Regions from separate parts of the Oryctolagus cuniculus genome. Here region 1 is linked to region 2. The links are chromatin contacts, called in public Hi-C maps. All regions are on one chromosome and are shown on one strand. Each heading gives the region's core, a stretch centred on a gene start, on an enhancer-like site or on the middle of the called end of the contact. The rest is flanking DNA. Distances are from core to core; before and after follow the strand shown. Region 1 holds the start of SOX9 (SRY-box transcription factor 9). Region 2 has its middle 230 kb from the start of SOX9.

Region 1 (5,405 bases), core at 809-3,308, 230 kb before region 2:
ACGGCATGGCAGTTTCTGATTTTAAATGCTACAGATTGCATCCCTGAGCACGGGATTTCCCTAAAGGGGTATTTGTGGATGCGCCTATGTGCCTTAACGGATATTTCTTGAAACAGTCCAAAGCATCTTAAGGTCACTGTTTACCTTCGCTGCCTGGATGCCGATGGACACGGTAACTGCCATAAAAGACCACTCAGTGCGGACGTTCCGGCTCAAGCAGCCGCGCGCGCGGGCCCAGGGCCGCCTCCTAGATCAGGTGCCTGTGAGCCACACGGTGCCACGCACGAATGCCCTCTCCGCAGGGCGCAGACCTCTCGGGGCTCCCTCTGGTCCTCCAAGAGAGGGTGTTTTCCTGCACTTTTGGCAGAGAATCACAGAGCAACGAACAACTCGCAAGCTAAGGCATGGAGGTCTCTTGCGCCGGTAAACAAGCTGTAGGGTCCTGGAGACATGCAACCCCAGTTACGTGCGTTAAAAATGATAATAATAAAAATACTGCTGAACATGGTTGCACCTTACCACCTTCCCTCTAACGTCTTCGAAAGAAAACGAGATTTTTTAGAATTCTGCAGGCAAAACATTCTTTTAAGTCCTTCAATGGTGTCTGCACCTCTCAGATTAGAAGAGAAGGGGGGAAACCCAGATCTGCTGCGAGGCGGGTCGATTCACCATCACAGGCATTTCATCCGAGGCGAACTTTTGCAAGCGCGTCAAGGAGAGATGGGGGTGGGTGAATTTAAAATTAACAGTTTTCCATGGTTGTGTGCATGTATGTGTGATCCTGCAAGCATGAACCCCGCAGGCAACCAAGACTCCCCCACCCCACCCCATCTCAAAACAGATAAGTCTGCACTTAATCCAACCTGCCTGGCTTTAGGCGGTGCGTGTGCACACAGATCACACCTGAAATGCATAAGAGACGCCTCCCCCTCTCCCCAGAACTCCCGGCCGCGCGCGGGTCTGCAAGGGACCAGCTAAGGTCACAGCCGCCGGCGCTTCGCCGCTCCAGGTGCTCCGCAGAGACGGGCGAGAGCGGGCAGTCGGGCCGGGGAAGAGTGGTCCGCGCGGGGCCCAACTGTGTGGCCTTTTACAAAGCCAGCCCGTGACCGACGCTCTCCCAAAAGTCGGTCTCCGAAAGCCAGCGCGGTTGGCAAAGTTTGCGGGAGCAGCTGCAGCCGCCGCCGCCTCTGACTCGGCCGCGCCGGTGAGGAGCGCAGCGTCAACACAGTCGCCCAAAGGCTCAGAAGCTTAGGCGGGGAGAGGGGCCAGGGGTCCCTGGGAGGACTTGTAGGAGTTCAAGGTCGGGGGTGGCTCGGAGAGGCCGCGGCAGCGCGAGGCTACAGCGTCCCGGCCGCCGCCGCCGCCGCCGCCTCCCGCCCTGGCGGGGACGTAGCTTCGGTTTCCATTGATTCCCCGTGCAGGGGCGCAGCAGAATCCCCCCCAGCCGCGCGGGCCCCGGCGAAGCGGAGCATGTTAATCTCTTTATATGGATTATTACCGAGGAACAGCGGGCGTTGAGTCACCAAAACATTTGCTTCCCAAGACCATTTCTAAGCACTTTTGGAGGCGGGCAGGCAGGCTCCAGGCGCGCAAACCCGGCTGCGCAGGAAGGAGCGACTGCTTTTCGAACACTGCGAACTCCGGTGAAGTCCTCCGGACCGCAGAGAGAACAAGGGGAAGGGAGTTATCAGGGGTGAGCGGGCCGTGGCTCCTAGTCTAGACACACGCGCGCGCACAGGCACACACGCGCAAACTACCCGCGCGGAGAAAGGCCCCCGACATGCTGACATTCCGAGAGTGCGGCAAACTTACACACTTGGACGTCCCGGGTCCCCCGCCTTCCCCGCGGCACCCCCACCACCACCCCCCACCACCACCATCCACCCTTGGGCTGCGCTCCCTTCCCCTCCCCTCCCGTCTCGTCACCCAGCCCAGTACCACCATCCTTCTCCTCCCCTATACCCCGGCCCAATCAGCTGCCTGCCAACCCCGAGACTGCCGCGCTGTGATTGGCCGGGCGTCCCTAAGGTGAGTGGGTGTATTTATTAAAGCGACCCCGGGCTGGGAGTTGGAGAGCAGAGAGCGGAGCTCGAAACCGACTGGCAACTTCGGCGGCGCAGCGACTTGCCAAGTTCACCCCGGGAGCTTTTTCTTTGTAGGAGGAGAAGAGAAGGGGTGCAAGCGCCCCCGCTTTTGCGCTCTCTTCCTCTCCTCCTCCTCCCCTCCAGCTCGCCTCACTTCCCCCGCCCCGACTTTGGAGCGGGCAGCCGCGGACTGGTCACCCCGCGCCTCCCCCGGTGCTCGCCGCCGCAGCCGGGAGACGCGCCAGCCTCCCCGGGAGCCGCTCGCTCCGCGTCCGGGCAGCCGAAGGGAGAGGAGCCCGCGCCTCGAGTCCCCGAGCCGCCGCGGCTTCTCGCCTTTCCCGGCCACCCGCCCCCTGCCCCGGGCCCGCGTATGAATCTCCTGGACCCCTTCATGAAGATGACCGACGAGCAGGAGAAGGGCCTGTCCGGCGCCCCCAGCCCCACCATGTCCGAGGACTCGGCGGGCTCGCCCTGCCCGTCGGGCTCCGGCTCCGACACCGAGAATACACGGCCCCAGGAGAACACGTTCCCCAAGGGCGAGCCGGACCTCAAGAAGGAGAGCGAAGAGGACAAGTTCCCCGTGTGCATCCGCGAGGCGGTCAGCCAGGTGCTCAAGGGCTACGACTGGACGCTGGTGCCCATGCCCGTGCGCGTCAACGGCTCCAGCAAGAACAAGCCCCACGTCAAGCGGCCCATGAACGCCTTCATGGTGTGGGCGCAGGCGGCGCGCAGGAAGCTGGCCGACCAGTACCCGCACCTGCACAACGCCGAGCTCAGCAAGACCCTCGGGAAGCTCTGGAGGTAGGGCCCGGCGGGGGGCGGCGCGGGGTCGGGGGTGGGGGGCGCTGGCCGAGGCCACCTCTGCTCGCCCCGCCTTCCAGCGGTCCGGGAGTTGCGGTGCGGGGAGCGGCCGAGGCGGAGGAGGCGGGCGCAGGGAGGAGGGATTGGTGTGCGGCGGGCGAGGAGAAACTTTGGCTCGGAGTCCGACCAACTTCTTGGAGTGCCCTCGGGGGCGGCGCGGGGAGGGGGTGGCCAGTGGAAGAGGTGGGGGGGGGAGATAGCCGGAGGGCGGGAGCGGCCTGCTAGGAGACCCCAGGGCGGCGCGGGGGAGTTTCGTGCCCTCGGGCACCCCACATCCACGGAGTTGGGGTTGTAGGGGGGAGGGGGTGCAGGAGAAGACCCCTGGCAGGGACGGGGAAGGCAGGGGGTGGAGGCTACTGGACACAGATGAGGCCTCGGGGAGGCCTTTGGAAAGTTTGCAAAGGGTGTTGGGACGCGCAGGGGGCTACATGCAGTAGCAAAGGCGTTTAGAGCCGCTGCAGTGGGGCTGCCGTTTTCGTCTCCAGGGTTTCCAAACTAGGGGAAGGGGAGGGGGCGGGGCGGGGAGTGACCGCCACTCGGGTCGCACTACCCGAACTGAGCCTTTTTTTTTTTTAAGTAAAGTTATGAGCGGAGGCTGGGACGAGGAAGATGGGGGCTTGCGCGCGGGGAGCCCAGCGCTCGGAGTCACCCCCTGGGCCCCGCCGGCCTGACAGCTTGGCGGCGGGCTTCACTGACCCCTCCCCTCTTTCTCTCTGCGCCCCCCTCCCCACCCGGCCCCCACAGACTGCTGAACGAGAGCGAGAAGCGGCCCTTCGTGGAGGAGGCGGAGCGGCTGCGTGTGCAGCACAAGAAAGACCACCCGGACTACAAGTACCAGCCGCGGCGGAGGAAGTCGGTGAAGAACGGGCAGGCGGAGGCCGAGGAGGCCACGGAGCAGACGCACATCTCGCCCAACGCCATCTTCAAGGCGCTGCAGGCCGACTCGCCGCACTCCTCGTCCGGCATGAGCGAGGTCCATTCCCCCGGCGAGCACTCGGGTGAGCGCGCCTGGGCCCCACCTGGCTCAGCTCCAGGCTCTCGCCGGGGAGCCTCTGCCTGGGCACTGGGGAAGGCGCCACCGCCCCGGGCGCGAAGTCTCGCCCCTCTCCTCGCCCAGGGCCCCCCCCCAAACCCCCTGCGGGCGCGCGCGCGTGTGTGCACGCACACCGCCAACTCAGACTTCTAAGTTTTTATTGCTAGGTGAAATGCCTTTACAGCTTTTAGGAGATCTATGATGCCTCCTTCTGTCTGACCCCCGCCCCCAAAAGCACACACAAGGCTCTCCTACAAGTAGCAATTTGGTCTACTTCCGGACCCTGGTGGGCGTAGGGGGCGGGGACCCTCCCCTGATGGAAGGAGGTTGCGGGTGTGCAGCGGCGCGTCCATCAACTGGCCAAGAGGGAGCGCATCGGGGTGGGGGGTGGGGTCCCAAGACCGGGACCTTGTCTCAGCCTTGCTTGATTTTTCCGGTGCTTTTTTTCTCTCTCGGTGTGCGCAGGACAATCCCAGGGTCCGCCGACCCCACCCACCACTCCCAAGACCGACGTGCAGCCGGGCAAGGCTGACCTGAAGCGAGAGGGGCGCCCCCTGCCCGAGGGGGGCCGGCAGCCCCCCATCGACTTCCGCGACGTGGACATCGGCGAGCTGAGCAGCGACGTCATCTCCAACATCGAGACCTTCGACGTCAACGAGTTCGACCAGTACCTGCCGCCCAATGGCCACCCGGGGGTGCCGGCCACGCACGGCCAGGTCACCTACACCGGCAGCTACGGCATCAGCAGCGCCGCCGCGACCCCCGCGGGCGCGGGCCACGTGTGGATGTCCAAGCAGCAGGCGCCCCCGCCGCCGCCGCCCCCGCAGCAGCAGCCGCCCCCGCAGGCGCCCCCGCAGGCCCCGCAGGCGCCCCCGCAGCCGCAGCAGGCGCCCCCGCAGCCGCAGCCGGCGCCCCCGCAGCCGCAGCAGGCGCACACCCTGACCACGCTGAGCAGCGAGCCGGGCCAGGCGCAGCGAACGCACATCAAGACGGAGCAGCTGAGCCCCAGCCACTACAGCGAGCCGCAGCACTCGCCGCAGCAGATCGCCTACAGCCCCTTCAACCTCCCGCACTACAGCCCCTCGTACCCGCCCATCACGCGCTCGCAGTTCGACTACGCGGAGCACCAGAACTCGGGGTCCTACTACAGCCACGCGGCCAGCCAGGGCTCCAGCCTCTATTCCACCTTCACCTACATGAGCCCCGCCCAGCGCCCCATGTACACCCCCATCGCCGACACCTCCGGGGTGCCTTCCATCCCGCAGACCCACAGCCCGCAGCACTGGGAGCAGCCGGTGTACACACAGCTCACCAGACCTTGAGACGGCCTTGTGCGTTGGGCGCCGTGGGCCCAGAAGAGCCTCAAAGTGACCGAAGAAACAGCCAGCCAGCCAGCCAGCATTTCCTTTGGACCGCTTGTTCCCCAC
Region 2 (5,722 bases), core at 99-2,598:
GAGGTTTGCCTGGCCACCCACAGATAACCAAGCCGGTTTGACAGGTCCCCACAGCTGCTGTGTGCCTTTGGCCCACCTGATTGTCTGTTTTCCTTTTCCTCTGGAATCCTCTGGGCTTCTGTTCCCTCCCTCCACCTAAGGCTCCAGAAATGCCACCCACTCACCGCCTTCCAACCCAAGAGGCAGGCACCAGGGCATGCCAACATCTTGCATATTTTGCTTCTAGAACCTTGGAAGCCTTGCAAGGTGAACCTGGTTTGAGATCTCCTGCAGCAGTGAGTCTCTCGTCTTGTCCCTCCAGACACGTGTGGGTCTTTCTACACAACACTGACTGAGCACCTGCCAGGCACCAAGCTCTGCTCCAGGGAACAGGATCAGCCTTGAGCAAGACCTGTAGGGCCCGTGCTCGTGGGAAATGTACCTTCTGGCTGTGGGGGGCAGGCATGGAGACACTGTGCTCCCTGGCAGAGAGGAGTGTGACTTCCTGACCCCCTCCAGACACCAGTGTCGTCCACGCGCTCTTCAGTTTTCAGCCTGAGGTCATGGTCTCTTGTGGCAGCCCTGATCTGACAACTGAGCCAGGAGATGGTCCAAGGGCCAGGCCATTCTCACCCACCCACGGCTTTCCTGCTCCGAAGTTCCCAGGGGGCTAATGGAGACCTTTCAAGTCTCCACATTCCAATGGCTCGCCCTGCCCAACCCTGCATCCCCTCGCCCTTTAATTTCATAGGTTTTATTCTTCCGATGAATCCCCAGCTCCATTTCAGCATCCGAGAACCCGACCAATATGTGGAGGACACACAAGCCAGCGTGACACATGCTATGGAAACAGAACAGGACAGACAAGGGACACTGACTTCAGGGGCTCTGTGAGCTGGATGTCAGGCGGACCCAGCCCTTCTGAGAAAGTGCCACTTGGGGCGGGGTGGGGGGGGACATGAGGAGGAGGAGGCACCAGCCCTCAGGCAGGGTCGGTAGGCGGAAGCACGTTCCTGATCCGGGAGGAGGTGGCTGGTTTGGATGGATTGCAGTAGTGAGGGAGAGGAAAGTGGGCCAGGGACAGGGAAACTTTAGGAGCCCAGGTTCTCCTCCAGGGAAAGCTCATGGATGACAGTCCCATGTGTAGCAGGGTCCCATGGACAAACCCAGCAGGGTGAAGTCACAAAACACGGCAATCACTAGTCACTGTCACGCTGCTCACGGCCTGTTAGCAGAAGTGGCTCGCCCAAGCTGGACCACTGCCTACAGGAGACAGGCCGGAGGGACAGGCCATTCTGACCACTCAGGAGCGCAGCAGAGTGAAAGGGACGGTGTCGTGGACCTGCTCTGATTCGTTTTCGAAAGTGAGTCACCGGCAAACCTCAGGATGTTATTCATCACCGGTCAGCTGCCCCCTCCTCCCTCCGGGTGAGCAAGGATGACACACTTGGAGCCACGACCCACTCCTGTGCCACGGTAGCCTACAGGAGGGCGCCTCCCTGCAGTGAGGAGTGGGGGGCTGGGGGCCTGGGGGTGTGGGGCGGTGGGCAGGATTCCAGAGAGCTTTTTCTCTAAATAGGTGGTTCTCAACTAGGGGTGATGTCCCCTAAGGGACACTGGCAATGTCTGAGGATATTTGGGGTATTTTATAATTTTTGCTTTTTTAAAAAAATGTTAATTTTGTTTTTTCATTAACTTTTAATAAACCCAATTTTATTTATTTATTATTTATTTATTTGAAAAACAGATTGACAGAGCGAGAGAGAGAGGGAATATCTTCTGTTTCTGGCTCACTCCTCAAGTGGCCACAACAGCTGAGGCTGGGCCGGGCTGAATCCAGGAACGTGGAACTCCATCCGGGTCTCCCACATGGTGGCAGGGGCCCAAGCACCTGGGCCACCCTCCACTGCCCTCCCAGGCTCATTAGCAGGGAGCTGGATTGGAAACAGAGCACCAGGGCTCGAAGCTGTGCTCCAACACAATATGTCACAAGCGGCAACTCGCTGGGCCAAAATGCCAGCACTGGTTTATTTTTACAATCTGGGGACTGGGGGTAGCACTGGGAGTGCTGGGTGGGAGCCAGGGGTGCTGCTAAACACCCTGCAATACTTACGACAGCACCGCCAAAAGAATGACCCAGCCCCAAAAGCCAGTTGGAGACATCCTGCCCTAAACCCAGAGCCATTGTGCACTCTGAACCAAGTCACCAAGTTTGATCAGCAGGACCCATGCATGCTTCCTTGCTGTAAACACAGCTGGAGCTCAGATACCAAGAAAGAGGTCCGCAAAAGAATTTTAACTTTGCAGGCTGCAGGTTTTGCCTTGTTGGCACTTTTCAGAAGCTGGCTGAGAAAGCCAGCCGGGCGTACAGAGCCAGTCGGAGACGGGGAGACGGCCCCCACCAGGAGGTCCTCTCCATCGGTCATTGCTATGAGAATAGCAGAGAACGGGGAAGGGTGCTGTGCCTTCATTAATTTCAGTCCTGTTCAAGGCCACAGCTATTCTTGCAGAAACTCCGGTAATACCGAACACATGTCACAAGTGCACAGCCAGCTGCAGCCCCGGAGACCTGGGGACGCGCTAAGTCATATGTCATGTGGGTGGTGAGAACTCAGCAGGCCCCCTCCGTGCACCCTCCGAGACCCCAATACCCTGCCGAGCCGGCCTGCCCTCTCTCTGCCCTGGCCAAGAGCCTCGTGACAGGCCCAGCTCCCCCACACCCCACAGCAGCCCCAAGCGCAGGTGGATGGCAGGCCTCTGAAAATCCCTGTTGAATTATCTTACCGGGAAAAGAGAAAAGAAAGCCGGGAAAAGGTGCCTTCTCCGATTTTGGAAGAATGCTGCATTATCTTCGTGGGGTGTGAGACACTGCGCTGGGCACGAGTAGTCCTGAGTTATTGTGTGAGAGGGGCTCAGGCATCACCCCTAGATGCCCCCACCCTCCGCTGGTGGCGGGTGGGGGAGGGGTGGGGGAGGGGTGTCACAGCCCTGGCTTCAGGTGAAGGTTAGGACTAAGAGCTACAGTGCAGCTGGCCCTGGCCTCCGGCCCCACAGCTCCTTCGAGGACTCCTGCCCTGAAACCTCCCTTTGGAGCCGTTCTCGCTCCGCCCCTGCTCTTGCAACAGACGCCTCTCCTGCATCCTTGGCCTCCTGTCCATCCTGTCTGCTTCCTAGGCTTCCCCTGCCCCATGAACTTTTGAGGTTAGAAGGTTCCTTCTTAGCCGAAGCTGACGTAGACACCACACCTGCCCTTTGTGCCCACGTGAGTGGGTGCACAGATGTCTTCTCAACCCACAGTCTTGCTTCCCATCATCTCCTCCCAGGGATGGCACCGTGGGTCTCATTATACCCATTTTACAGAGGTGAAAAGTGAAACCCGGTGAATTTAAGTGGCTCTTTCAGAGACACACAGCAAGGACGCGGCGACACACAACTTTCTGTGTAACTGCATACGGATCTTTTCCCAAGATGGATGAGCACTGTCTCCTAATAGCTCCTTTCACAGACTGTCTTCCCAAACCCCAGGCTCGTGGGGCTCCAGAACCTGGGAGGCTCTGGGTGACCGGTGTCCAATGGAGTCTCCACTCTCCACGCTCAGTTCCCTAGCACACGGGCTCAGGGCTGGTCCTTTCCCGGCTTCTCCCCGTGGGTCATGTCCCAGCAACATGGGTCCCACTCTGCACTTGAACACCCAGCCCCTTGGGTCCCAGGCCCCTCCCCTGCAGGTACCCCACCCCACCCTGGGCTCTGACAGCCGGTCAGGCCTTGATTTTCTTGTCTTTGGACAAGCAGTCCTCTGTTCCTCTGCCTTGGGGGATGGGATCGGCCTGAGCTGACAGGCCCTGACTGCTGGGTTCCTGGAAGACAGCCCCATAGAGAGAAAGCCACAGGAAAACCAACACCGATGGGCACCACTGTAGGTTGTCAGATTGGCCCATGTAATCATCACAGCTCCATGAAGCAGGTGCTAGTTTATGGATAAAGAAACAATTACACACGTAACTTGCTCAAGGTCACACAACTAGCAAAGGAGAGGGGTCTCATTACACCATAAAAAAAAAAAAGTCCAGAGGACTCGTGTTGTGGTGCAGAGGGTAAAACCACCACCTGTAGCACCAGCATCCCATATGGGCACCAGTTCAAGTCCTGCACTTTCAATCCAGCTCCCTGCTAACAGCCTGGGAAAAAGCAATGGAACATGGCCCAGGTGTTTGAGGCCCCACCACCCATGTGGGAGACCGGGGTGAAGCTTCTGGCTCCTGGCATCAGCCTGGCTCAACCCTGGCCATCGTGGCCATCTGGGGAGTGAAGTAGCACTTGGAAAAGCCCCCACCCCGCTCTCTGTAATTCTCTCATATAAATAAATAAATCTTTAAAAAAAGATCCAGAAACTGGGGTGGGTATCATAGTGCAGTGGGCTAATTCTCTGTGTGGGGCACCAGTGCCCGGGTTTGAATCCCACCTCTGCTCCCGATCCAGCTTCCTGCTAAGATGCACCCAGAGAGACAGCAGATGATGGCTCAAGCACTTGTGTCCCGCCAGTCATACGAGAGACCTGGATGGAGTTTATGGCTCCGGCTTCATCCTGGCCCAGCCCCACCTGTTTTGAGCATTTGAAGAGTGAACCAGAGGACGACACATCTCTCCCTCTCCCTCTCCCTCTCTCTTTCCCCCTCCCCCTCCCCTTCCCCTCCCTCTCCCTCTCCCCCTTTCAAATAAATAAACTTAACCAAAAAAAACCAGAAATGATTACTGGAAAAGGCATTGAGGAAGGGGAGAATCACAGCCACCCGTACAGGAGCCATCACCCCAGGAACATTTCCAGGAGGACCAAATCACCTTTCAGTTCTCTTAAGTGCCCGGGAGATACGAGAACAAGGCAGTCTCTGAAGGATTAATGTGCCACCGAATTCAGTGCGTGGTTGTCCTATCTCCCTTTGGTTTGCTTTTCTACAGTTGTACGGGAGTCGTCACCCACTGCTAGCTGCTAGAACAAGCACTCCCCCAACTAGCAGTGGCGTGCTGCAACAAAGCTCTGGCTTTCATTCTCATCACAGACCAAGTGGGCATTGAGCAGGGAGCCCTCCGGGTGGGATTCCAAGGGAGGCAGGGTGCCCAGAACCTTTGACCTTGCTCTGCCATTCCCTTGGGACAGTGAAGGTCAGGGTAAGGACATGGCACCATGAGGACAGTCTACAGGACAGGACTGGAAACAGGAAAATAGGTCAACTCCACACGTGTGCCATCAGCCAGCAGCTATCAGAGGGCCCTAAAGAACTGGAGGGGGAAGCTTCCAGTGTGCCTGGGAACAAAATGTGTATGATGAACATCTAGCTGGTCTCCACCACTCCAGTTAATTCACTAACACCTCTCACCTCTCCCTCCACTGCATGCCCCCAGTGGTCACTTTAATGTGATGCTCAGGGCTGAGCAAGCCCCTCCAGAGGCAGCCCACTCATGCCAGAAGACCTTGTACCATCACCTTCCTGGATCTGGAAGCCATATGTCTATTAAGGCAGCCTACAAGTATTTTAGCGTTTTTAGCAACAGTCACACTGTTGGATCATATTATGCTTGTGGTCAACGAAATCCTCCACATCTCTTTCATGTGAACTGCTGCCAACGGAGGGCTCTCTAATCTAGCTCTTGTGCTTCTGAATTTGAAACCACATGAAATTGAACAGCAACAGTTGAAAGTCTTCCATCTGGTTGGGTTTGGCCGAGCACCGGGGTCTTCAGAGAT

Evidence for each region. Hi-C and Micro-C count contacts between places; a contact is called where the count stands out from the background.
Region 1: a contact with region 2 is called in a Hi-C map of embryonic fibroblasts, with 5 times the contacts expected there. The contact joins the promoter of SOX9 here to the enhancer-like site in region 2. A contact is called at or near these places in 2 of 6 Hi-C or Micro-C datasets (embryonic fibroblasts and skin fibroblasts).

The regions. Positions count from the first base shown.
Region 1 is chr17:7,734,969-7,740,373 of mOryCun1.1, reverse strand. It overlaps SOX9 (SRY-box transcription factor 9), which reads left to right and starts at 2,058. Exons shown (of 3, transcript XM_051825911.2): 1 at 2,058-2,885; 2 at 3,690-3,943; 3 at 4,444-5,405. The coding sequence starts at 2,455. The coding sequence ends at 5,300. It overlaps LOC103351608 (a long non-coding RNA gene), which reads right to left and starts at 1,912. Exons shown (of 5, transcript XR_011383266.1): 1 at 1,813-1,912.
Region 2 is chr17:7,504,922-7,510,643 of mOryCun1.1, reverse strand. No RefSeq gene overlaps it. Among named protein-coding and RNA genes, the nearest start is that of SOX9, 230 kb to the left of the region's middle. Within about 2 kb of position 1,348, at least 1 of the 8 cell types and tissues checked has an H3K27ac peak or open chromatin away from gene starts, as enhancers often do.